5 separate regions of the Mus musculus genome follow, and all the other regions are linked to region 4. Evidence: chromatin contacts called from public promoter capture Hi-C data. All regions are on one chromosome and are shown on one strand. Each heading gives the region's core, a stretch centred on a gene start, on an enhancer-like site or on the middle of the called end of the contact. The rest is flanking DNA. Distances are from core to core; before and after follow the strand shown.

The links. Promoter capture Hi-C pulls out the DNA fragments that hold promoters and counts their contacts.
Region 1: a promoter capture Hi-C map of pre-B cells shows a contact between it and region 4, with 2.8 times the contacts expected there. The contact joins the promoter of Tmcc1 here to the promoter of Atg7 in region 4. A contact is called at or near these places in 1 of 39 promoter capture datasets (pre-B cells), 1 of 484 Hi-C or Micro-C datasets (B cells) and 1 of 115 datasets of contacts at active chromatin or transcription factors (microglia).
Region 2: a promoter capture Hi-C map of pre-B cells shows a contact between it and region 4, with 2.9 times the contacts expected there. The contact joins the promoter of Mbd4 here to the promoter of Atg7 in region 4. A contact is called at or near these places in 2 of 39 promoter capture datasets (neutrophils and pre-B cells).
Region 3: a contact with region 4 is called in a promoter capture Hi-C map of pre-B cells, with 4 times the contacts expected there. The contact joins the promoter of Rad18 here to the promoter of Atg7 in region 4.
Region 5: a contact with region 4 is called in a promoter capture Hi-C map of pre-B cells, with 7 times the contacts expected there. The contact joins the promoter of Raf1 here to the promoter of Atg7 in region 4. A contact is called at or near these places in 2 of 39 promoter capture datasets (hippocampal neurons and pre-B cells) and 1 of 115 datasets of contacts at active chromatin or transcription factors (pancreatic cancer cells).

What each region holds. Positions count from the first base shown.
Region 1 is chr6:116,190,889-116,195,895 of GRCm38.p6, reverse strand. Tmcc1 (transmembrane and coiled coil domains 1) reads left to right here and starts at 2,522. Exons shown (of 6, transcript NM_177412.1): 1 at 2,522-2,638. It also overlaps the pseudogene Gm8213.
Region 2 is chr6:115,850,239-115,854,990 of GRCm38.p6, reverse strand. Mbd4 (methyl-CpG binding domain protein 4) reads left to right here and starts at 1,650. Exons shown (of 8, transcript NM_010774.2): 1 at 1,650-1,854; 2 at 4,152-4,373. The coding sequence starts at 1,781. Ift122 (intraflagellar transport 122) reads right to left here and starts at 1,463. Exons shown (of 29, transcript NM_001167763.1): 1 at 1,282-1,463. The coding sequence starts at 1,322.
Region 3 is chr6:112,694,674-112,699,491 of GRCm38.p6, reverse strand. Rad18 (RAD18 E3 ubiquitin protein ligase) reads left to right here and starts at 2,822. Exons shown (of 12, transcript NM_021385.2): 1 at 2,822-2,948. The coding sequence starts at 2,898. Gm35824 (a long non-coding RNA gene) reads right to left here and starts at 2,824. Exons shown (of 2, transcript XR_377964.4): 1 at 1,237-2,824; 2 at 1,005-1,122.
Region 4 is chr6:114,639,171-114,644,576 of GRCm38.p6, reverse strand. It overlaps Atg7 (autophagy related 7), which reads right to left and starts at 1,450. Exons shown (of 19, transcript NM_028835.5): 1 at 1,427-1,450.
Region 5 is chr6:115,674,950-115,679,653 of GRCm38.p6, reverse strand. Raf1 (v-raf-leukemia viral oncogene 1) reads left to right here and starts at 3,019. Exons shown (of 17, transcript NM_029780.4): 1 at 3,019-3,418. D830050J10Rik (RIKEN cDNA D830050J10 gene) reads right to left here and starts at 3,686. Exons shown (of 1, transcript NR_152134.1): 1 at 1,287-3,686.

The sequences.
Region 1 (5,007 bases), core at 1,273-3,772, 1.6 Mb before region 4:
GAATTGTTTTGGTCCCTTTTCCCTTTCTGCCACCGCCATGCCATCCGGACTGAGGAAGACCCGGAAACTCCGAGGCCACGTGAGCCACGGCCGCATCCGTAAGCACCGCAAGCACCCAGGCGGCCGCGGGAATGCTGGAGGCAGGCATCACCGCAGGATCAACTTTGACACATATCACCCAGGTTGCTTTGGGAAAGTTGGTATGAGGCATTACCACTTGAAGAGGAACCAGAGCTTCTGCCCAACAGTCAACCTGGATAAACTGTGGACATTGGTCAGCGAGCAGACGCGGGTCAATGCAGCAAAAAACAGGACTGTAGCTGCTCCCATCATTGATGTTGTTCGATCAGGCTACTACAAAGTTCTGGGCAAGGGAAAGCTCCCTAAGCAACCTGTCATCGTGAAGGCCAAATTCTTCAGCAGAAGAGCTGAGGAGAAGATTAAGGGTGTTGGAGATGCCTGTGTTCTGGTGGCTTAAAAGCCACACCGGAGGTTAATTAAATGCTAACATTTTCAAAAAAAAAAAAAAGAATTGTTTTGGTGTCTCTTCATTAAGACATTTAGCTTTTTATTTCTTTTCTTTTGCTTTTAAAAATTAAGTATGGCTAAGGAGAGAAGTATAACAGGTAGGTTACCAGTCTTTAATTTTAGCTACTCAAATGACAGTGTGGATACTGTAGTTTGAATCTGCAAATCCCTAGATGAGTAAAATGTTACCTTTTGTTGGTTAATGGCCATTTTTACATCTTGTGAAATACTTACCAAAGCTTTTTGCCTACTGTTTTATTGGGTTGTTTGTCCTATTATTTCGGGCAGAGGAGGTAACTGTGTAGTTTAGCACTTACTTAGCAGGCCAGTTCAATCCTCAGCCCTGAAAGAAAAGGCCTTACATCTCCTAGACTAGACAAGACTTTCATTGGATATACTCTACTTCTGAGTTCATTTATCATCAGTAATTTGCTTTTTTAATTACTCAAATGTTTATAAACAACATGAATTTTGATAAAATTTAACTTATCAAATAATGTCATGGTTCATGACTTTAAAATAAATCTTTGCCTAACTCAGGGATACAAAGACTTTTCTGTATTTTCTTCTTTCTTTTCAGTCTTATCTTTAGGTTTATCACCCATTTTTTAAAATCAGCTTATTATTATTATTTTTTACAATGGCATACATGCTTAGCCTTCATTTTCTGATCATTTTCCTTGGTGGCTTTATTCATGCTGCCCCTTACATGTGCAAGCTCATCCTCACCACCCTCCAATCTGAGTCAACCCTGCCACCTCCTTCTCCTTCACCTTTCCTTTAATTTATCAAAATGTATATCCATTTTACTCCCAATGTTTTTCTCTATGAGCACACTGCGTCCTTGCTTTCACCATCTTGCCAGTTGCTTCCTGAATGACCTCCCTCACCCAGGCCACTTTTCACATGGCTGCATAATAATTTAAAATCAGACATAATAATCAAGTTCCTAGCCCTGCAACCACGGCTGAAGAAAAGCTCAAAGGCTTCCTGAAACTCTCAGAAGTCCCAAACCTTTTTTATCTACCTCTTTTCACGTGCAGTCTAGGTCCTGACTGCAGCACCCTGACCAGTAGCCCCTTAGCTCCCCTTCTGGCCAGGCCGTGTCCTCACCCCAGTGCACTCTTTGCAACTTAAGGATTGTTAAATTGGACTGTAGCTCCATCATCCCCAACTACATTTCGCCCATTTGGTCTCCATCAGCTTTCAAACTTCACGAGCCAATGGACTCTGTTTATTACCGTTTTCCACTCACAGATCCTCCAATACCGGAAGAAGCTTTGCCATCTTAGTGACGGACGACTGAGTTAGAGACATCCCGATAATTAAAGAGATGAGCTACTAGGGGTTTTGTCATTGACCTAAAGCCAGTCCCTAGTTGGAAGGCCCTGGGAGTCAAGGTAGAGAGAATTGTGCGACTCGGAGGAGTGGGTCCCAGAAATTAGCTTTAGCCTGTTTAGCAGGACAGCTGGCCTGAGTTACTGAGGCTCTGAGGGCACCCGAAAAGCAGAGAAAGGGGCTGAGGATACGTGGGGTCCAGAGGTGGAAGAGCCGAGAAGCTGAAGAGCCCACGGTCCGAGGGGTTGAGAGGCTAAAGAACGACAAGCCGAGGAGTCGAAGAGCCGAGATGCTGAAATGCTTCAGCGTCTGAACTGCAGGAACGGTCAGGAAAAACTCTGGCGGAGGATGCCGCACCACCTGCAGCGCCTCCGCTTACTTGACCTGCGCCCGCGTGGGGGGGTGGGCCTGAGGCGTGGCTACACCTCTGGGTCGGGTCACGCCCCCACGGCGTGCGCGGTCCCGCTCGGCACCGCCTTGCGCATGCGCTGTCGGCGGGAGGCGGAGGTTGTGGGCGGCTGTGGCGACGGGGTGCGCGTTCTCGTTCTAGCTGTCGTTCCCTCGCGCTGGTTCGCGCTCGCGCGCCGGGGCCGTGGCAGCGGCGGCGGAGGCGGCGGCGGCAGCGGCTGAGGCGGCGCGGGGGGCGGGCCGGGAGGGGGGGGTGGTCGGGGTGGGGATGGACCGGGCGCGGCGGCGGCAGCTGCAGGAGCCGGCGCTGGAGACCGAGCCGCGGCGCTGGCGGAGACGCCGGCTGTCCGTCGTCTCTCCACCGGTGAGTAGGACTGGCCCAGGCCGTGGGTGGGGACGGGCGATCTCTTTAGCGCGGCCCGTCGCGGTCGCGGGGCCTCCTCGAGGCCTGGCGCGGATCGGACCTCTGGTCGCTCTGGCGGCGCCGAAGCCCCGGGCCTCCGGCCGGACCCCGCGTCTCCGGGCCTTCTGCCTGTCATTGGGACAACCCCCGCCCCCGCCCCCGCTCGGGCACTCTCCCCCGCTCTCCTTTGGGCAGAGCTGAGCGAGGGGCGTGTGAGGACTCGCGCCCAGGCCCAAGGCCTCCTGGCTAGCCGAGGTCTGAGAGTCCTCCCTCGTCCGGCCCTGCGGTACCCATAAGTTGGCCACCGAAAGTCAGCCCTTGCCACCTGAAACCAGTCTTGCACCTTTTGTTTTGATTTTGAACTCGTGGTTTAACTTGGAGGAGGAAACCCGCTGTCCTGCGAAGAATAGGTGAGATGGGAGTCTAGGTGGTTAGGATGCCCTTTATTAACCCTTTTTGTGGAGAGCAGGGGGCCCGCAGTGAGATGCATTTCGCTACAAAACCTGAGATTTCAGCCTCAGCCAAAGTGTGGACGGTGTTGGTCCAGTGATTCAGTGTCTGTCCCACTCCATCCCTGGACAGCGTTGATGGAGGTTCCCCTACTGGATCTGCTGCTGGGGCTTCTGGAGGTAGCCCACTTGAGCTCTTGGAGAATATCTCTCTGTGCTCTGGTGTCACGTTTTACCTTAGTCTTCATAGATCATAACCAATGTCCAGGCTTAGGTTTTATTGGAAAAAAAAAAAAAACGACTACCATGCACCCCTTCTAAAATGGTTGTTGTCATAGCCTGACATAGTTGTCAAAAGATCCATGTGCACATGCGTCCCTGGAATTCCTAAATTGGCTTTTCTTTTAAGGAAAAAAGAAAAATAGAAAGAAAACAAACACAGTAAAAACCCCAAGATTGAAAAAGCAGGTAACAACTTTAGAATATAGCACAAGTTTGATTTGTTCCTCTCCCTGTCCTGTATCTTAAATTTTAGAAATTAAACTAAACCTTTGTCTTTGAGTGTATAGAATTTGCATAAAGAAATTGTCACAAAGCTTGGAGGAAAACCTTAATAGAAATGGTAAGATATAAAATCCTCCAGGACCTGGGGTCTTACCCCCCAACTTTCATTTACAGATTGAGACTGAAATTGTGAGTGGGTGGTAGTTTTATCAGTGTCTCGTAACAGAGATACTTAGAGGTGGGATTTTAGATCAACAGTACCTTGCCCTCCACCAACAGAATTGGTTGTGTTTTTTGAACTTACACACCCACTCTCTGGCTAGTAGAGAAAGATTAAAAAGCTGCTTCTGGTTTGTGGGTGGTAACCTTTTAATTTCTAAAGAATTCTCATCTGCTTACAGACTAGATAGTTGATGAGCCCCATAGGAAAATTCTAGATATTAAAAATTCATTAGCACATGATCTAGATATCTTGTCATTATGGACGCTTATTAAAGACTTGACGGGATATCAGTACCATGTACTCTGTATAGGAAATGAGATTTCTCAGAGTATTTGCATCTTAAGATAAACAGAAGCACAAACAGTGACAGTGTTATGTCACCTCTCAGTTGTTGAGTCTTTCATGAGCATAAACCTCTTGGAGTTTCAGTGTCTTGGACTAGTTGGTGAACACCAGCAATTTGAACTGTTTGGTTCATCTCTACTGGAATGATAGCCCTTTTCTATAGGAGAAAGCATAAACCCAAGAACATTTATGAACCATTCACTCATTCACCAGATATTTACTGAGCCTTTACTCTGGCCCAGAATTCTTTTTAGATTATAATAAAGGAACAGAACAAGGCTTCTGCCTCAGTGAGCTGCATTCTGGGTGTGGAGCAGAGGCATAGACAACAAATAAGCAGGCATGACCATTTCAGTGACTAGAGGACAGCAGGCAGTAAGCGCTTTGGGTTTGTTGTTTGTTTGTTTGTGAAGAAGAAAGTAAATATTTTAGCTTTGAGGCACACAGCCTCTGTTGTAGCCATGCAGTTATTGTTTCAGTATGTGCAGCAACAGACAGAAAGTAAACTGGCATGTCTATTTTCCAGTTAAACTTAGACCCTGAAGTTTGAATTTTCACATATCATGAAATGCTCGTCCTTTCCTCTTTCAACCATGTAAACATGTAAAACTAATCTTGGTTTACAAGCCACTTAGAAACCTGGGGCAAGCTGAAACTAGATTTCTATAGAAAAAGTTTGCAGGTCCCTAATGAGGATTATGATAAAAACAAACAAACAACAAACAAAACAAAGAAAACACTAGTGTGACAAGTAACTAGGGGCTAGGTGGAGGGTTGCTGAGAGAAGCCTTGCTAGGGAGAACTTGAAT
Region 2 (4,752 bases), core at 401-2,900, 1.2 Mb before region 4:
TGCTCTTTGTGCAAGTTCCTCCAAAGCCAGCCTTGAGGGACGTTCAGGATCTCAGGAAAGGTCTCACAAGGAAAAGTCTCAGGACAGACAGTGGTGGGGAACAGACCAGACCATCTAAGAAGACTCTGAGTCAAGCTGAGAATTAGTCAAGCCAGAATTTCCTGAAATGTGTTCCTGGCTGGTGGATTTTAATGACAAAATAGAATAGGATATCAAATCATACCAAATTAATTAAGATGACAGAGTCATTCTATTGTCATTCTCTCTTTTTAAAACACTTTTTGATTTTTTTTTAAAGATTTATTTATCATGTATACAGCATTCTTCCTGCATATACACCTGCTGGCCAGAAGAGGGCACCAGATGTCATTATAGATGGTTGTGAGCCATCATGTGGTTGCTGAGACTTGAACTCAGAACCGCTTGAAGAGCAGACAGTTCTCTCAACCTCTGAGCCATCTCTCCAGCCCAATATTTTTTTTTACTATATATTTTTTTCTTTTTCTTTTTTGTTCGTTTGTTTTTGTTTTTAAAGACAGGGTTTCTATGTGTAGACTTGACTGTCCTGGAACTTATCCAAAGTGCTCTTAAATACTAAGCCTTAATCCTCAGTATTTAAAATTAAGCTTTAAATTAAGCTCACTCTTAAGTACTAATTTTGAAAATACTCCTCAAACTTCCCAATCAAGAGATGTCTTGACTTGATCGCATCTTACATGTTTCTCTGACCGTACATGGAAATGTCCTGTTTCAGACACAGTAGATCTCAGCTCAGGTGGAAATGCTCAGAACCGAGATGCAAGTTACTCACACCGTTTTGTTTGTTCCTGCTCGAAAATTTTTAATCCCGGCACTGGGGAGCTAGAAGCATATGTATCTTTGTGAGTTCAACGCCAGCTTGGTCAACATAGTGCATTCCAGACCAACCAGAGCTTTAAAGTGAGGCTCTATCTCAAAAACAAACCAACAAAAACAGGAGAAATTTAAAGAATGTCAGATAAACAAAAGTGTGGGCACTTTGAGGATGGTTAGGAAGCTGAGAAAACACTGGTGGGTGAGGAATTTTGAGAAGAGAGAAGTGAAATTGGATGATGATGACGTATAAACTGCTCCAGCCTCCCTCAGATGATCCCTATGCCCCTCCAGGAATCTCAGCTTCTCTTCCATTGGGAAGTTGAAGGCACGGAATCAGAGTCCTCGGTCCAGGCCGCAGGCCCGTTGCCATGGCAATGCGCCGGTTCCTGCCGCCTCCCCGCCATCCCCGAAGTTCCCGCTCCTCACCACTGCTCCGCTTTGTCTCTCCACGTCAACACGGCCCTCATCGCCGTTTCCCTCACGCTTCGGGCCCCTCCTCCCAGCCTCGGCAGCAACAGGCTTCTTTCCACAAACCACTTCAGCTACCTGCGCTACCCTTAGCAACGCACATGCGCAATGAACCGCGCATGAGTTTCCCAAAGCTCCAAGTGCGCATGTACAAAAGGGAGCCCACCTCCTCCGCCGAAGCGCCGGGCGCGTAGGGACGCAGGAGGCGGAAGCGTAAGTATGACACGAGCGATTGGTCCGGAAAGGTGGGTGGGGCGGGGAGTCTTGACGACAGAGGGTTTGATTGGCGGGACCCTGGCTGTGGCATCTGTAGCTGAAGCGGTGGCGGGAAGGCTGCTGTGTGGGTTGATTGACTTTCACGTCGGTGTTTGGATTCGGCTCAGTGGTTTGAGTTGTGTTTTACTCCACCTCTCGGCCTGGAGCTGCAGCTGCGCCCCAGTGGACCAAAGCAGCAGGGATGGAGAGCCCAAACCTTGGGGACAACAGAGTCCGTGGAGAGAGCCTAGTTCCAGACCCGCCTTGGGATCGCTGGCAAGTTATTAAACCTCTCTCGGGCCTCAGAGGAGTCGCTCTTGTGTGGGTCTTCCTAACCTTTAACACAAGGTGGCACCTAGAGCTGTCGCCCTGTGGGAACAAGACTAGGGTGTACCCGATTCCTTGGCCGAACTGACTGGGGAGCTTGGAGGACAAGGGAGGTTTTGTGATGCAAGCAGGTTAGCCTGGGCCGGAAGGGACCCTCAGAAATAGCCCTATGACAAGTCACAGAGGAAGCTACTGTTGTGTCCGGGCTAAAATGATGCACGTATTTGCATGTCCCAAAACTTGGGCGCTCAAACACTTTTAAGGGCTGGGCATTTAACTAAGTTGGTAGTGTTTACGTAGTAAACACAAAGCCGAGGGTTCGAGCGACAGCACCGAATATCCGGGCTTGGCGGCGTCTGCCTGTGGAGGCAGGAGGATCAGAAGTTGAAGATGAGTCTCTGGTACGTCGTGGGTTCAAAGCTAGCCTATGGTACATAAGATTCCCGGCTCAAAAGCAAACAACAAAACTTTTTTTTTTTTAATGCTACTTCCTTTTTACAGATGGAGAACGGAGATTTTGAGCTCAAAGTGACTTTCTCTTTGGAAGATCAGCTAATAATAAGTAGCGAGCTGGGGTTTTGACCCATTTTGTTAACCTAACAGTTTTGTAGGGATTCCCTCAGGTTTCAGTTACCTTGTCTCCCTATAAGATCCTTCTAGCTGATACCTAACGCCAAATTCCATCTAAGAATGCCATGGTTCTAATTGTGGTTAGTCTCTAGGTCTTGCTTAGTGTCCCTATTTCCCTATTTGTAGAAAGTAGGTTGGGTTAGAAGGTCTCTCTAGAGACCCACTTTTTTTTCTTTATGTGTTTGTCTATATACGTAGGTGTTGGTGGAGACCAGAGGAGGTGTCAGGTTCACTGGCGCTGGAGTTGCAGGCAGGGTGTTATAAGCTGCCTGATGTGGGTACGGAGTCTCCTGGAATATGTGCTCTTAACCACTGAGCTATCTCTCCAACCCCTCACTTTTAAAATGTATAGTTTAGTGATTAAAATACACTGTACTAAACACTGGAGAGATAGTTCAATTGTTTAAAGCACTTACTGCTCTTCTGTAGGACCTGGGTTTGGTTCCCAGCACCCACAGCAGAGGCTCACATCCATCTATAACTTGGCTCCAGGGGATCTAAGTCCATTCAGGCCTCAGCACCTTCATGGTGCTCATAAATAAGAATAAATAAATTCTTTAAAGGGGGAAGAGATCCACTGCACTGGAGGTTTTGTGGGAACTATCCCCCCCCCATAACAGTATGGGAGAAGTATTAGGTGGGCCTAGGTTTCGGGGTCCACTCTGCAGGTGATTTGATTTTGTTATCACACAATTTGTCAATAAGAGTAAAATAATTCTTAGAGATTTATTTATTTATGTTATATATATGTTTTATATACATGGGGTGTGGGTGTGGGTGCTTTGTCTTGCATACCAGAAGAGAGCATCAGGTCCCATGTGATTACAGTTAGAAGATTGTGAGCCATCGTGTGGTTGCTGGGAATAGAACTCAGGACCTCTGCAAGAGTAGCTCGTGTTCTTAACAGCTAAGCCATCTCTTCACCACCCAATGAGAGTACATTTTAACCTCACAAAGTGATGAGAATCAAGACTGAAAGAGAGCTGGAAGTTCTTACCAGAAATTATGTAGCTTTTGGAGGGCCATGCTATTTTACAAAAGTGGTAGTTGTTGGTTCTCAAAAATGCACACATATGTGAAGTGTTCCCCTTACATGTTTGCAGGAAAGAGGGGGTGATTCATTTGAGCAGTTTGTCTGATCTCAGATGAAAAGTTCAGTTACTGGCTCATATCTCAGACTTCCAACAACTGTTATCAGAATCCTTTATTGAATCCCTATAGTGTGAATTAAGAAAAAGTTTAGCAGGTATACTGTGTGGAGAGTCCTAACATTTAAAAACCCATGTTGAGCTAGGCAGTGATGGTATATGCCTTTCTTCCCAACATCTGGGAGGCAGAAGCAAGCAAATTTCTGTGAGTTGGAGGCCAACCTGGTCTATGGAGTGAGTTCCAGGACAGCCAAGACTACACAGAGAAACCCTGTTTGAAAATCAAGGTGGAGGAGGACACTCATGTTGAAGGACAAGAAGTTGTTAGAGCTGGACAATCCTCATGGCACAAGACTAGCTCACTGACTTTAATTTGTATTTTATACAGTCTCATACTGCTGTGGGCAGAAACTGAGGAAGCAGGGTAAAAGCAATTTTAAGTTCATCACTTGGGTTTTGTTTTTCCAGCAAGGAAGATATTGCTGTTGGACTGGGAGGAGTGGGAGAAGATGGAAAGGACCTGGTGATAAGCAGTGAGCGCAGCTCCCTTCTCCAAGAGCCCACTGCTTCTACTCTGTCTAGTACTACAGCGACAGAAGGCCACAAGCCTGTCCCGTGTGGATGGGAAAGAGTTGTGAAGCAAAGGTTATCTGGGAAAACTGCAGGAAAATTTGATGTATACTTTATCAGGTAAGCATTTAGGAAGGAAAATAACAATACCGCCAAGTGATTTTTGTCCGTAATGGGAAAGGATAGCAAGAATCTGCGGTTGATAGGCTAAGGGAATGACTCAGGGAATAAAGCATTTGTCATTGTTCAGACCCCCAGAGTCCATCTGCAGAGCTGAGTGGGCACAGCAGCTGCCTGTGGCCCTGGCTCTCAGGAGCCTGAGATGGGATCCCCAGGGGAAGCTGGCAGCTAGACTAGCTGGATTTTGTGACTTCTGGGCTCAGTGAAAAACATTGTCTCAAGCAAAGTGAACAAGGACACCTGATTTTTAACTTGAAGCTTCCACATGCACAGGTACACATGAGAACACTCATATACACATGCATATACCACACACATA
Region 3 (4,818 bases), core at 1,573-4,072, 1.9 Mb after region 4:
AAACCAAAAATAGAAGAAAGAAGGGAAGAAGGGAGAGATAAAGAAGACAGGAAGGAAGGAGGGCAAAATCCCAAACTCTTTAAGAAAGTGAATTAGGATGAGAAGGATGGAGGGAAGAGATGAAGGTGGGATGCAAAGAGGCCTTTGGCAGGAGCTCAGGACCGTGAGACATCCAGGGTGAGCCAAGGACAGGTCCCACTTGGCTGGGAAGACATTGCCCTGATTAGGGTTGTCAGATTTGGCAAATAAAGGCACCAGATGTCCAGGTTAAACCATTAATTTCAGATAATCAGGGAATATTTTTTAAAATATAGGTATGTTATATGTTTGTGACACACTATACTTCTAAATTATTTGCTGTATATCTGAAATTCAAGTTTACTGGGCATCTGTTTTTCATGGAGTCAACCTATCCTGGCTCTTCACTTGGGGCTAAGTATTATGGGAGAGCCTCTGACTCTTGTCTGCTTTTTAAATACAGAACATTTTGTTTTTGCTCCTGAATAAAGAGGCACAAGCTCGTTATTGATCTAAAAGAAGGGCATGTTTCTCAGAGACAGACGGCAGCTTGTCAGGAGACAGGAGAATGGCTCTTGAGGCTTAAGGGAGGGAAAAGGGGAGGCATATTGCCCTGAGCCCATAATGGTCTTTCTAGAACCTGCTTGTTCCCTGGAACTTTCCTCCCTAGGCCCAGAGGTGACATGGCTCCTTGGGTGCTGCTAAAGAGGACAGGAGGAAAACATTTAGCTCAGGAGGAAAAGATGACCTGGGAATGTGAGCTCACTGGTAATTTGCTCATTAATTCCATCTCACTGAGTGGTTGGTGGCAAGAGTTCAGAGATGAATGGCATTGGGGTGTGACCTGGAGGCTCTGCAGAGAAGAGAGTGCCTCCCCAGCCCCACCTCTTTTCTCTCTTTCCTCATTTCCCTCCCTCCTTCCCCCCTCTCTTCCTTTCCTCCCCCTCTCTCTGTCCCTCCCCTATTCTTCCCTCTTTTCTCACACATTTCTCTTTCACTCCCCAGTCATTTGTTAACCTAATTGCCCAGTATCCAAAGAGAACCCTAAAGGAATAACTATGGCAAACTTGCTTTTTTGTTATTGCCGTATCTTTGCACGGCAACCTGCCCCTCCGATGTTCCCAGAACTATCCAGCAGCACCCAACTCAACCTAGAGTTCATGTGAGTACTCTCCCCTGATGGGTTGGTACAAATCCACCTTGCATCTAATCTGCCACCTGCCCCTCCGATGTTCCCAGAACTATCCAGCAGCACCCAACTCAACCTAGAGTTCATGTGAGTACTCTCCCCTGATGGGTTGGTACAAATCCACCTTGCATCTAATCTGCCATTTACCTCCTGGCTGCCGACTTGCTAGATTCAGTGTCTGAATCCTCTTGCTGTTCTGACACTGGGTTCCGTATCTGCATGCGGAAAGAACTGTCTTGACCAGACAGACTCTTATGAGACGATTCTGTGGTAGTTTATATGCTCAAAAGCCCAACATCCTGAGTTCAAGCCCTGCTTCTACTTAGCTGCAGAATGCTCTGCACCAATTACCCATTTTTCTTTCCTTTGAATAATGAGTAAACCAAGTAAGTGCATGATGCAAAAACAAAACAAAACAAAACAACCCAAAGCCACAGGAGTGCTTTGAATACAGGTGGTCTAATATGTGTTAGCTATTACTGTAATAAGTAAACTATCACCTAAATGTTGTTTGTGTTGGTGTTGCACAGTTCATCTGTGACTGTAGGCTAGGAAAAATTAATTGGCTCAGATTACAGGGATTATTTTATGATAAAAACTCAAAAGAATGAATTCCTAACCTGCTGGGTTTTAGTCTTCACACCTGTAAAGTGTCTGTAACAGCCACATCTCTCCCCCTACTTTCCAGGAGAGCTCACATGCCTGGTCCATTGTAAGTCTTCAAAACATACATGTTGAATCGGTGAATGTGTGGGCCACCGGGGTATCAGTGATACCGCAAGCTTCGGGATTCTGTCTTGCGAGTCATCTGGACCAACTTGTGGCCCCTGAGACCTAGTACAGCGGAGGCCCACAGAAGGCAGAAGATGAGTGCTGAACTGAGTAGCCAGGCTGGCTGTGTGTTGGTCAGCGTTCCACATCCAGATAATGGAGCTCTGGTTAAATGAGCCTAAAAGGAACCTTTCTGGAGACAGGTCCGGGAGATAAGGCGTCACCTGGGAGATGGAAGAGGGTGAGGAGCCTCTCAAGTAGATGGAGTAATTTGATAAAAAAGAATGTGGGTTCCTGTTAAACTGATTTAATAACACTCTTTGCTAACACTGGTCCTTTTATACATGGGGACTATCTGAGAACTAAGTGCCAATATTAGCCGTGGTTACCTTTGAAGAACAGAGGCTCTATGTGGCTCTCGTGGATGCTTACAGAAAGAGGAGTTGAGACAGAAGTGTAACTTTAGATATTTTCAAGGAGCAAGACAGATCTCTAAAGCAACCAGAGATTACTACCTGAAGAGGGAAGACCTGAGCCTAGATCTTGAACTCTCTACCAAGGCTTAGGCTTCATTTGGTTTCTTTTTCCTAATATTCAATCACCTTCCGGAATCTTTTGTTTATTCATTTTATAAGACAGATTAAAGCTGCTTTTAATCTTTCACTTATCTTCTTGTCTCTCGGGATCCAAGAGGTCCAAACGCCTGCATCGCTCCAGGCTACGCCCTGGAATGTCTCACTTTTTCCCCTTCGGTCTTCCGAAGCCGCTAACGTCCAACGCACAAGAACTACAGCTCCCAGCATGCCGTGCGCTCGCCGCGAGCGCGCCGCACGTAGCTGACGTACGGTGTAGCGCGGGGAATTTCGAGTAGAGGAGCTGCGTGGCGGGCCGGTAGCTGGCGGTCTCATCAGGTGCGGCCATGGAGGTCCTGGCCGAGCCGCGATGGCCTCCGGGGTTGGCGGTGATGAAGGTGAGTGTCGGGGGAAGGCCGGGGCGCGGACGTCGTCGGTGCGAACAGGCACCCCGGTCCGCGCGCCGCCGCCTCGGCCCTAACCTGGCCTCGCGACGCCGGTCCTCAGTTTCCAACCCCCGAGACGGTCCGGGAACGCGCCGCGGCCCTGCGCAGTCAGCCTTAGGTCGCCGCCCTAACGAACCGGATGTTTTGGGTTTCTGTCACTATCACCGCGTCTCCCCGTAAAGTAGTGTCAACGATGGTGACATCACATCCTACGAGGACTCCTGTGTTAACAGTGACACCACTCGTGATTTGTGTGGACGTTGCATCGGATGACATTTTATAATCAAGCAGTATAGCAGAGGGTCCGCTTATCATGGTTTTCCATTTCTGGCTGTGGTCCAGAAGTCCTCCACGTTCTTAACACACTGCATCCGGCTTCCCTGCCTAATGTGCCCTCCATGACTCAATAATGACGCATCTCTCTTTATTTAACTTTTATTTATTTTATTAATTTAGGAGACGAGGTCATACCCTGTAGCCCCTGGCTCACATCTTTTTAAAAGAGAGACCAGGACCTAGACCCAGCGCTTAGCCTTTCCTTTTAAGGAATTATTGCATACTGAATTATCTCCCTTAAATAACATTTAGTAGGATGTGTTGTTTGTTTGTTTGATTGTTTTTGAGACAGGGTTTCTTTGTGTAGCCTTGCTCTTGTAGGACCAGGCTGGCCTTGAACTCAGCGAGATCTGCTTGTCTGCCTCTGCCTCCCAAGTGCTGGGATTAAAGATGTGTGCCACCTCTGCCCATCCGGTGGATGTTTTTTGTTTTGATGTTTGTTTTCTACCAAGATTGGGTAGCCCTCCTGCCTCTGTCTGCTGAGTGCAGCAGGCTTACGTTGTATCTGTTATAACCTAGACGGTTTCCCTATGACAGTTGGTTATTCTTTGCTTTTATAATTGTTGTTTTTTGAGACAGGGGTTTTTTTGGATATCCTTGGCTGTCCCGTAACTAGCTCTGTCCTCTGAGTGCAGGCTTTTTCCTTCTGTTCTTACAAACAATGCATCTATTACAACCTGAACATTTCCCTTCCACAACTGATTATTGTTTGTTTTATTTTGTGTGTGTGTGTTGTTTTTTGAGACAGGCCTCCTTTGTTGAATCCCTGCCTATCCCAGAACTAGCTCTGTAGACCAGGCTAGCCTAGAACTCACAGACCTCAATGCCTCTGCCTTCCAAGTGCTGGGATTAAAGGCATGTGCCACCACTGCCCAGCACAAGCAGGTTTTTATAGCTATGTAATGTTTCATATGGACTGTAAATGACAACTTTTTGGTTTGTGTTTGGCTTTATGACGGGCTCCTTATGTAGTAGTGCAGGTAGGCTTGAAGCTTGGATACTCCTGCTCCTGCCACTGAAGTGTTAAGATTAAAAGTAGGTACTCCCTTGGTTGTATTTGCTTATATTTACATTAATTATTCTAAAGAATTATTTATTTTATTTTTCGCATTGAGTGCTTTACCTACTTGTATGTATATGCACTGCATACATGCCTGGTGCCCATGGAGGTCAGAGACGACGTCCTCTCGCCTGGAGCTGGAGTCCTGGATGGCTGGGAGCCGTGTGTGGGCACGGGGAATCCAGCACAGGTCCCCTTAACTGCTGAGCCATCTCTTCAGCCTCCACAGTGTTTTAAGTAACAGATTCATACAGTTCAAGAAATACATAAAATAAAAACGATCTCCTTTCCGCCATGTCCCTCATTGCCCAGTCCCCTCATCTTAGTAACTCTGATGATCACTTTGTCGCATCCTTTCAGAAGTTTCTTTATATATGGAATATAGTCTACTTTGTTGGTGTCGGTGGGGTGGTTTTTTTTTTTTTT
Region 4 (5,406 bases), core at 201-2,700:
GGAAAGGAAAAGCCCGAGGCAGAGCCCTCAAGTCTACAAGGCAGACAGGTCTGTTTACCAGTTACATGGGTTTTAAAAAAAGAAAGACAAAGTCAAACCAACATAAAAAGCCACCAAATTAGCACGTTTGAAAGGGAAAGCACATTTGTGACCAGGATTTATAAATAGGATGCCTGATATGGGAGTGAAGCTCTGAGGTGATGATAGAGTATTTGCTGTCAATATGACTCCAAAGTCTCTTTTTTTTTCCCCAGGAACCACTTTCCATTTGTTTACCCCTGTTTCCCCCCTGTATAAGCTATAAGGCACACACACACACACACACACACACACACACACACACACACACACCGTCTTGTAATTTATCCATTAGAAATAGGAAACCCTGGATGTAAAAAAAAAAAAAAAATCAATAAATAGTCCATGATATTATGATGCCCAGCATGCAGGAACACATCAGAAAAACAGGCGTAGTGGTACACACCTGTAATCCCAGGACTCAAGGAGGTGGAAGTAGAAATATAAAAACTCAAAGGCCGGCCTCTGCTTCACTGAGTGTTCAAAGACAGCATGGGGTGCATGGCATTCAGTCTTAAAAAAATAAATTAATTTATACTGGAAAGCTGACTCGACTCAGTGCTTACAAAGACCTGGGTAGGGTTTCCAGCACCCATATCAGGCACAGCTTGCCTGGAGCTCCACTTCTGCTGGGGTCCGCCATGTCTTGTCTCTGGAGGCATGAGACCACACACGCATACACGCACTCAAAGTTACAAATAATTTTAAAGAATTAAATAAAATTGCAGACGCAGGTTGATTCGGTCTCATCTCAAATTCAATTTGGCATGTGCTGGTAATTGAACCCAGGACCCTGGAACGCTGAAGAACCGCTCTGGGACTTAACTACATCCCACACCCGTTTTCCAGTTTGCAAAAGGGTTTGTGTCCGATTGCCTAGGCTGGTTCTAAATAGCAGTTCTCTTGGCTCAGGTTCCCTGCGGCTGGGGTCACCTCTCTCCGCGACCATGCCTGGCTCAGAAACTTTCTGACAAGTGCATTTGCCTCACCAGGCTGATTTCCTATAAAGTACTAATTTGTAATCTCTGGGTCCTTTAAGGGGATGCAGAACCTCTAGTAGAAAAGATTTAATTATGTCCTCCTCATAAGTAACAAGATCAAGTCCCTTCACAGTCCGGGGACACAAGCTTACTCCGTGGCCGGTCCACACACGCCAAAGGCAGCACTTCACAGAATGAGCAACCAGAGGCGCCTCCCGACCCGGAGATCGCAACACTCTCTGCCGGAGTACGAGGGGACCGAGTATAGACAGGTGAAGAATATTCCAGACCAGCCCAAAACTGGCTTCAGCTTTCCTAAGTGAACCCCGCCAGCCCCGGCAGCTGCTCCGCAACCACGGCTTACTTACCGCCGCTCAACTTCCGGCAACCACAGCCCCAGCCGCGCCGCGCGGCCCAATGACGTAATAACCCAGCCCACACAAACGCGGAAGCGCGGCGCGCATGCGCACTACAACAACAACGACAAAAAGGGTCCCCACAACCGCAATAACGGGGCGAAACTAAGGCTAACCTGTAAGCCTTTTGGGGCTTGTAAGGAAGATTACATTTTCCTGCGAGTGACTCTACAGTACTACGGAATTATTATCAAATTCCCAGGGTAGTACTAGAGTACAGGTGTTGAAACAAGGTTTATTTTTATTTTTTGCATTTTTAATTTTTTAAAAAGGTTATGTCCTCCTCATATTTACACTACATAGCCATGGCTGTTCTGGACCTGTATACATATACATCAGTCTAGTCTCGAACTAACAGAGATTGCTTACCTTTGCTTTGCCCCAGTGCTGGGATTAAAAGCTTGCCCAACCAAATATAACTCTGGAAAACCAAATAGAATCTAAAATATCCACCAAGCTACTGCAGCCAGCAACTTCAGTGACTATAAAATCACTTCTTAAGAACCTAATATGGGCCAGACGGTGTGGGATATGTCTTAAATTCCAGCATTTGGGCTGGGCGTGGTGGCACAAGATTTTAATCCCAGCCCTCAGGAGGCAGAGGCAGGCAGATTTCTGAGTTCAAGGCCAGCCTGGTCTACAAAGTGAGTTCCAGGACAGCCAGAGTTATACAGAGAAACCCTGTCTCGAAAAACAAAACAAAACAAAACAAAACAAAAAATCCAGCATTTGGGAGGCAGAGGTAGGTGGATCTGTGAGTAGTGAGTTCTGGGACAGCCAGGGCTACACTATCTCAAACAAAACAAACAAACAAATAAAACGAACAAAAAACTTACTACTGGGAAAACATTTTTTTTTTTGACAGGATAATGAACATAATGAAATGCTCTAGCCTGGGGAGTCTTGCACATGAGTGACTTCCTTAGCGACAAGAGTGTACTTGACTTGATTTAGTTCTATAGTCCAGGATGATCAGAGCTCAAGGCAAGCATCCTGATACCGCATCACCATTGCTGAGATGGCAGTCCACGGACACCTTTCCTGGCACACAGTGCCTTTGGAGTGCCTCTAGGGATTCATCATAATATCTTGGACTATTTATTGATTTTTTTTTACATTAAGGGTTTCCTATTTCTAATGGATAAATTACAAGGTGGTGTGTGTGTGTGTGTGTGTGTGTGTGTGTGTGTGTGTGTGTGTGTGCCTTATAGCTTATACGGGGGGGGGGGCAGAGTAAACAAATGGAAAGTGGTTCCTGGAAAAAAGAAAGAGAGACAGACAGAGAGAGAGAGAGACAGACACTTTGGAGTCAGAGTGACAGGAAATAATCTTAGACTCTGAAAAATAAGAAAAAAAACCCCACAAAATGAGCGTTAGGAAGAAGGCATGAAGTTGGGGAACAAGGAATAACTACTGGAATGGAAGACCACCCTGAACTACAGGTGGGTAAATGTCTCCAGGACCACAACTGGCTACCAATCACAGCTGATCAACAATTTTGCACCCAAGTCATCATCTTGCCCCAAACATCACAGAGAGCAAGATGGAAGGTGTGAATTCCTGCTTCTGATAAGTTTTCTCTGCTTAAGGAGTAACACACAAGACCAGAAAAAAAAAGGCAAATGGGAGCTAGTATAATACAAGAGGGCTGGACCATGCTGTGCTGGATGGACTGTTCCCTCTCCTGGCCAGCCTGTTCTCTGGTGGCTTCTTTGATGGGAGAAGCTAACCTTGGGACAAATGAAAATTTATCTATCCCCACACACTCTTCTCAATATTTTCAGTGGTATGCACAGAGTAGGCTACATTGAAGTGACACTGTGATCATTCTTTTTAGGATGGGGACTTGGAATGCTACATTGGCCTAAAGCTGTAGAACTAGATATCCTTACACTGAGGTTATGCACGGGACTCTGCAAGACCTAGAGCCTAGGTTCAAGATCCTAGGCTGAGCCTGAGGCTGGTCCTTTGTGATTACAGTGAATATTTTTGATTGGGCATGTGCATATCTACCTGGGGGAAACAAGGAACAAAGCACCAAGCAGTAAAAGGTGTAATGTAAGGAACTGTATTAGCTGAGACTTCTCAGGAAGGCACTGCCCTCCTACAAATGATTCCAGAGAACCCCAAGATGATTGTCTTCAATGTAAATGACTCAGAACTTCAGAATGTCAAGGGGTCGACTTGGAAAAACATTGTGTACTTTAATTTGAATTCAATGGTATTTTATTGGGACAATGTACTCCTGAAAGTCAACGGATATTGGAGGCATTAAAGAGATTGTCCAGAAGCATGAAGATATAACAGTCTCGTCATTCCCAGTGGTAGGGAAAAAAAGACATGCACCACAAAAAGAAACAAAACAAAACAAAAACAAGAACAAGAGAATGATCACAGAACAGCCTATGACTTTTACAATGCAACGAATATACTAAATACACCCTTTCTACAAATGGACTTATATTATGTTCAGGATCAACTTGACAAAGGGGGGATGTTGTTTGTCTGTCAATGGATCAGAACACAGAGCATTCCAGTGTGATATCACATACCTGGAATCTCAGCACCTGAGACTTGGAGCATGCAGAACAAACATTCCACCAGATTGAAAAAGTGCCCTAGAGACAGACATATGTTTGAAGAGGAATAGAACACCGATGAGAAGATAGCTATATAAATAGATAGACAAATAGACGAGAAATAAGTGGGTGGATAAAAGAAGAAAGCAAACAAGAGCAAAAAACAGCAAGGCATTTGCTTATGGGAATAAAATACATATTTAGTTTGAGCCTAGATCCAGAGGCAGGGGGGTGGCAGTGAACTGGGACCCAGCAAGGTCTACTACATCCTCCAAAGTAATGTGGGTTTGAATAGTTGGGACAAATCCACAAAGAAGAAGAAAAACACATCCAGAGTTAATGGTTTGAATATCGTGAGCTTCATTGAGAAACATAAAGAACGAAGAAAATGAATGAAGAAAGATGTAAACAAGCCTCAGTGGGTGACAGAGATGCCTAAGACAGGATGAGAGCAGAAAAAAACACACTAGATCTCTGCTGAAGACTGGCTGTACTTCTGTACTAGTCAGGGTTCTCTAGAGTAAGTGAATTTTTGGATAGTCTCTATATAGTAAGGGAAATTGTTATGATGACTTAAAGTCTGTAGTCCAATGCCCCAACAATGCTCAGGTGTGAATAGGAAGTCTAAGGATCTAGGAGTTGCTCAGTCCCAAAAGGCTAGTAGATTCTAAGAGATGTGCTGGCAAGTAAAGCTTGGAATCCAAAGAGGAGAAAATCTTCCTTCTTCTAATATCCTTATGTGGGTCTACAGTAGAAGGTGTGGCATAGATTAAATGTGTACCACCAAGCCTGTGTCTGGGACTTGTTTTGTCACAGAGTGAACTTGTACTGAGAAATCTCCTTGCCTTAGTCTCCTGGGAGTCATAGCCACTGTGTCTCAAGATCTCCATGCCAAAATCCAGGTGAGAAAAAGCTATCTGTCAGCCTCAACATGAGGATCACAGATGAGACTTCCAAACTTGATTGTAGACAATTCCAGATACAGTCAACTTGACAACCAGCAATGAATATTATAGCTTCCATATTTGCCTATAAGCCACCACTGGAAAAGTTACGACTGAACAAAACATAGAAGCTTCCTGTAGTCAAGCACCAAAATCTGGGGCTCCAGTCCACAGAGAGAGAATCAGAGAGGAGAATGCAAAGCAAGAAATCATCCACCTTAAATGTTAATGGAAATGAACCATCCAAAATCCATCACAAATTTGAGATATAACCTCAAAATACACCTACACAAAAAATGTACAGCGAGAAAAAGTGGTACTTGCAATTTCATTCATCCATAGATGAGGTAAGAGGAGAGGGTTCACTCTGTCAAGGCTAGCAAGGGAAACTAAGTGAACTCAAAACCCA
Region 5 (4,704 bases), core at 1,770-4,269, 1.0 Mb before region 4:
TACCAAAAGTCCCCCATACCCACCCACCCCCAACATTGCCACTTCTGAACTGGAGAATGCTCTAATACCGTCACAGCTGGCTTTAGCCTTCCCTCTCCCCTGCTTCTTCTGAAACATCTCCATTTTTCCCTTCCTGATCCAACACCACCTATTCATTTTTCAGACTATTTATCAGCCCCTGCCCCCAAACTGCCCAGCTCTGCTTGCAAGCTTTACCTAATTAACCCTAACATTGCCTATCAACAAACTAGGTCTCCAAGGTGGGAGACATGCAATCCGGCAGGATATAAAATGTTTCCCCAAATTCCACTCTTAGATATATACTCCAGAAAATGAAAAACGGGGATCTAGAGAGATGGTTCAGTGGCTAAGGGCACGTGCTTCTCTTGTGGAGGAAGTGAGTTCTATCCCTAGCACCCACGGACACAGCTCACATCACCTGTAAATCTGGCTCCAAGGGATTCAACGTCCTCTTCTAGATCCATAGACACCTGCATTGATATGCACATGCCACCCCTCTTACCATATACACACAGCTAAAAGTAAACCTTGAACGGAATGAGCACTTAGCCAGGAGCCCACCTTCAATTCCAGCACTCCAGAAGGAGGGGCTGACACATCTCTTGAGTTTCAGGCTGGCTTGGTTTTCATAGTGACTTTCAGGCCTGTCAGGACTACAGAGTGAGAGCTTGTCTCAAAAATCAAGTCCAAACCAAACCAAAAAAGGAACACGAGCAAGGCAAGTACATATAACACTCACTCTAGTCCCACCACTCACTGTAATGGCGAATACTGACTGCCAATTTCACAAGCTTCAGGGGCTCTCTACCTGTGGGTCTCAATCCCCTTTTCTTTCACATGGGCAATCTAAGATCATTAAAAAAACACAGATATTTACACAACCATTCATAACAGTAGCCAAATTACAGTTATGAGATAGCCACAAAACTAATTTTATGATCGGGGTCACCACAACATGAACTGTTTTAAATGGTCACAGCCTTTGGAAGGTTGAGAACCACTGCTGCAGCATCGCCTAGGAGACACACTTCTGGGTGTGTCTTTGAGGGAGCGTCTAGATTGGGTTGTTATCAGAAGACCCATTCTAAAAGTGACACTAATCCATAGGCAGAGGGTCTCAGACAGGAAAAGGGAACACAAAGGAGCAGTGAGCTAAGACCTGAGTCTCTGTCCTGACCATGGGGAGACACAACCATCAGCCTCCATCTCCTGCCATCATGGCTTTCCCACCATGATGGACTGCGTCCTTCAACTGTCAGCCAAAATAAGAAGCCCTTCCTTTCTTTTATTATTATGATTTAATCTATTTATGTGTATCTGTGTACTATGTGTCTGGTACACAGAGATCAGGAAAGGGCATTTGATCCTCTGCACCTGGAGTTATGAGTGGTTGTGACTACCATGTGGGTGTTGAGAATTGAACCTAAGTCCTCTGCAAGAGCAGCTGGTGCCCTAACCACTACCCAGTGGTTAGCCATTCCCCTTTGGGCCTACCTCCCCCCCCCTTTTTTTTAACCCTGCATTTGTCCATTATCTTGTCACAGAAACCAGAAAAGTAACCAATACAAAAGCCAAAAGATGGAAAGAACCTAAATTTCCATGGTTATCCTAGACAGAAAATCTGGTGTAAACTTCTGATGAAATAGTTTAGCTCTAAAGAGGAGTGAAGTATTAGCACACATGTGTTACAGATGAACTCGGAAACAGGCTAAGTGAAAAGACTTAAATCATAAAGGGCCCCATACTTTATAAGTATCCACGCACACAAGATAATCTAGAAGTCAGGTCTGTAGTAGCAAAATGAGTATTGGTGGTTGCTCTGGGTGGGAGCTAGTGAGAAACTAAACTGCTTAGTGGGTAATTTTATTTCAGAGTAATGGAAATGTTTTGGAACCAAAGTTGTGGTTACACAATACTGTGAACGCACTAAATGCCAAAAGATGTTTACTTATAAATGGTTACTTAAAAAAAACAAAAAAAAACTTGTCTGTGTATTTGTAAATGCGGTTGCAGGTTGCGCACGTAGCACCGGGTTCGAATGGAGGTCAGAGGATAACTTTCAGGAGCCTGTTCTCTCTTCCATCAGGTTTTACTCTGCACACTTTTTACTCTCTGAGTCACCTTGCGGGTCCCCAAATGGCTACTTGGAAAATACTTACACAGAGGTAGGAGAACCAGAGTCTGAGGCCAGCCTCAAATTAAGAGGGAATCTGGCACATGCTTTTAATCCCAGCACTCAAGAGGCAGAGGCAGAGCGATCTCTTTGAGCTCGAGGCCAGCCTGGTTTACAAAGTGAGTTCCAGGACAGACAGGGCTGTTAGACAAAGAAACCCTGTCTCGAAAAACCACAATAAATAAATAAAATTGAGAACCTATTTCAAAGAGGGGAAAAAAAAAAAAAAGCACAATTGACAATACACATTGCCCTCCAGGTGTCTATTCCACGGGGGCTGTACGAAGACGCACAACAGGCTTCAGTTTACGGTGGGCCATATTGTCGCATCAATTTTAATTTTTTTTTCTTTTTTGAGACAGGGTCTCATGCAGCTCATATGACCGTGAACTCCCGACCCTCTTGCCCTCACTTTCCAAGCGCTGGCATTACAGGTGTGCAACACCATACTTTTAGTTTTTGGTCAACTTGGTGTACTACAGCGAACACTCCATCTACAAATGAGGAACCTGAGGTTTCACATAGCATGAGGGCTTTCCCACAAAACCCCTAGGCCGCCATTCTCCACGGATGTCAACTTCGGAGAGGAAGCACCAGAGCTGGAGCCCTGTGCCGTGTGTCACCAGGCGCGTCTGGCCCGCTGAGGGCCTCGCGGGTGGCCGGACCGCGGCTGCAGCCCAATACCACTGGCCTCCAACCAGAAACAGTCACTCTGCTACCACGGAGTCAACCCCGAAATGGCGGCCGCAGGACCGCGAGGCCACGCCCCCGGAGGCGGGGCCACATTCCAGGCTCGAGCGATAGATCCCCGAGCCGAGTTTTAAGCGGACTGCCGAGCCCAGGAGCTCGCGCAGAGGCAGTGAGCCCGGCGGCGCCGCAGGTCGTGGAGACGAGTGTCGAGCGCAGGGCTAGCTCGCCCGGGATAGCCTGAGAGCGTCTTCTTCGCGGGTGCTGGTGCCGCCATCTTGGATGGCGGGAGTTAGAGCCGAGCGGACTTGAGGCGGGAAGGCTTCTCTGTTGTTCTCCGCAGGCCCTCGGACGGGCCAGCTGGCCGAGCTTTGGGGCGCGTGCCCTGAGGCGCGGGGCGCTAGTGCAGCGATGCGGGGCCTCCCCGGGGCCCCGTCCCCCGGGCTGGGGACACGCCGAATGTGACCGCAACCAACGCGTTCTCTCAACCACCGCTGCCGCTGCACGACGGGACCCGGCACTGCCCGGCTCCCTCAGGTAGGCCACAGGGCTGACGGTGCGACCGTGGGGCGCAGGGTCGGCCAGGCCGCTGTCATCCTGGTGGCGGGCCGGGCGCGGGCCGGGTGTCATGGCCGGCGAGCCAGTTTCCACACCCCTGCTCAGATTTCCCAGTGTTTCTCGGAAACGTGCCAGCGCCACTCCGGTGCCCAGCGAGCATTCCTCATATTTTGGCAATGGGGGAAAAAAAATCCTCCCAGAGCTGCCCAGTGACTGTGTTGTCACTGGGATGGGCTCGTTCTTTTTTCTCTCGGGCTGCAGAAGTGGGGGGAGCCCGGCCTTGCACCTCCTCTCGGGCTGCTTCGCTTAAGTGACACCCTTTTAGGGAAGACAAGAGGAATCGGGGAAGGCAGCGAGAGAAACCGGTCAGGGTCCCGCCTCAAAGGCTTGCGACCTCGCCTGGGGCTTCCAAATGGGTGGCCCGGGATGCTCGCGATCGGGAGCCAGGCTGCCTTTTGTGTGAAGCGACAACCTCCCAGGCTTTTGCAGAGCCGGTGCATGGATGCAGAGTTGGGACACAAACGAGGTGACCGTGTTCATTCATTGTTCTCTCTCCAGGGCCCAGGGTGTGCCTCTGGTTTTCATTCTTTGTTAGGAGGGACAGTCGAATCTCTTCTTTCCCGGTTGAGACGTAACTGGGTCCTGGGGAATGGGCCAGGTCTGTGTATAGAAGTGGGGAATGAATTCAGGGCACGTCTGAATGCCTGCAATGCGTCCTGTGGGGTCGTTGGAGACTCAGCTCCTGGGGCGTGAAAACAACCGGAGGTGATAAGGCTTGTTTTCCCAAGTGTTCTTGGGATTTAGAACAGTTAGGTGCAGAGTCGAGAAGCCCTGAGGTTCCTTGCTTGCTTCTGCGCGGAGTTTGAAGGACTGTTCCGCCAGGTGAGGCAGAGGGGAGGACATTGTCGGCGGAGGGAACAGCTGGCACCAAGGCTCAGAGGCATAGCCTGCGGGAGTTGGGATGATTTGGGGGAGCAGCTAGTAAATGTGGGGTGCAGGAAGACAGACGTCAGGGTTCAAAAGGAAAAATTGATCGCTTGTGAAGGGTCTGTGTGATGGATAGTAATGAACTAGTTCATTTATTAATTAACTTCATGTTGTGAATGTTTAGTTCTTGCTGGTTACTGCTTTGCTCCCCTCCCGCTATGGTAGTGAACAAAATTTACCTTGTTAAGTCTTGCTAACCAGTTTTGGTAATTGATAGAAAATGTTTTGTGCTTGCTTGATCACTGGTTCCTATTTGGAGATACTCTTGCAGCTATTTC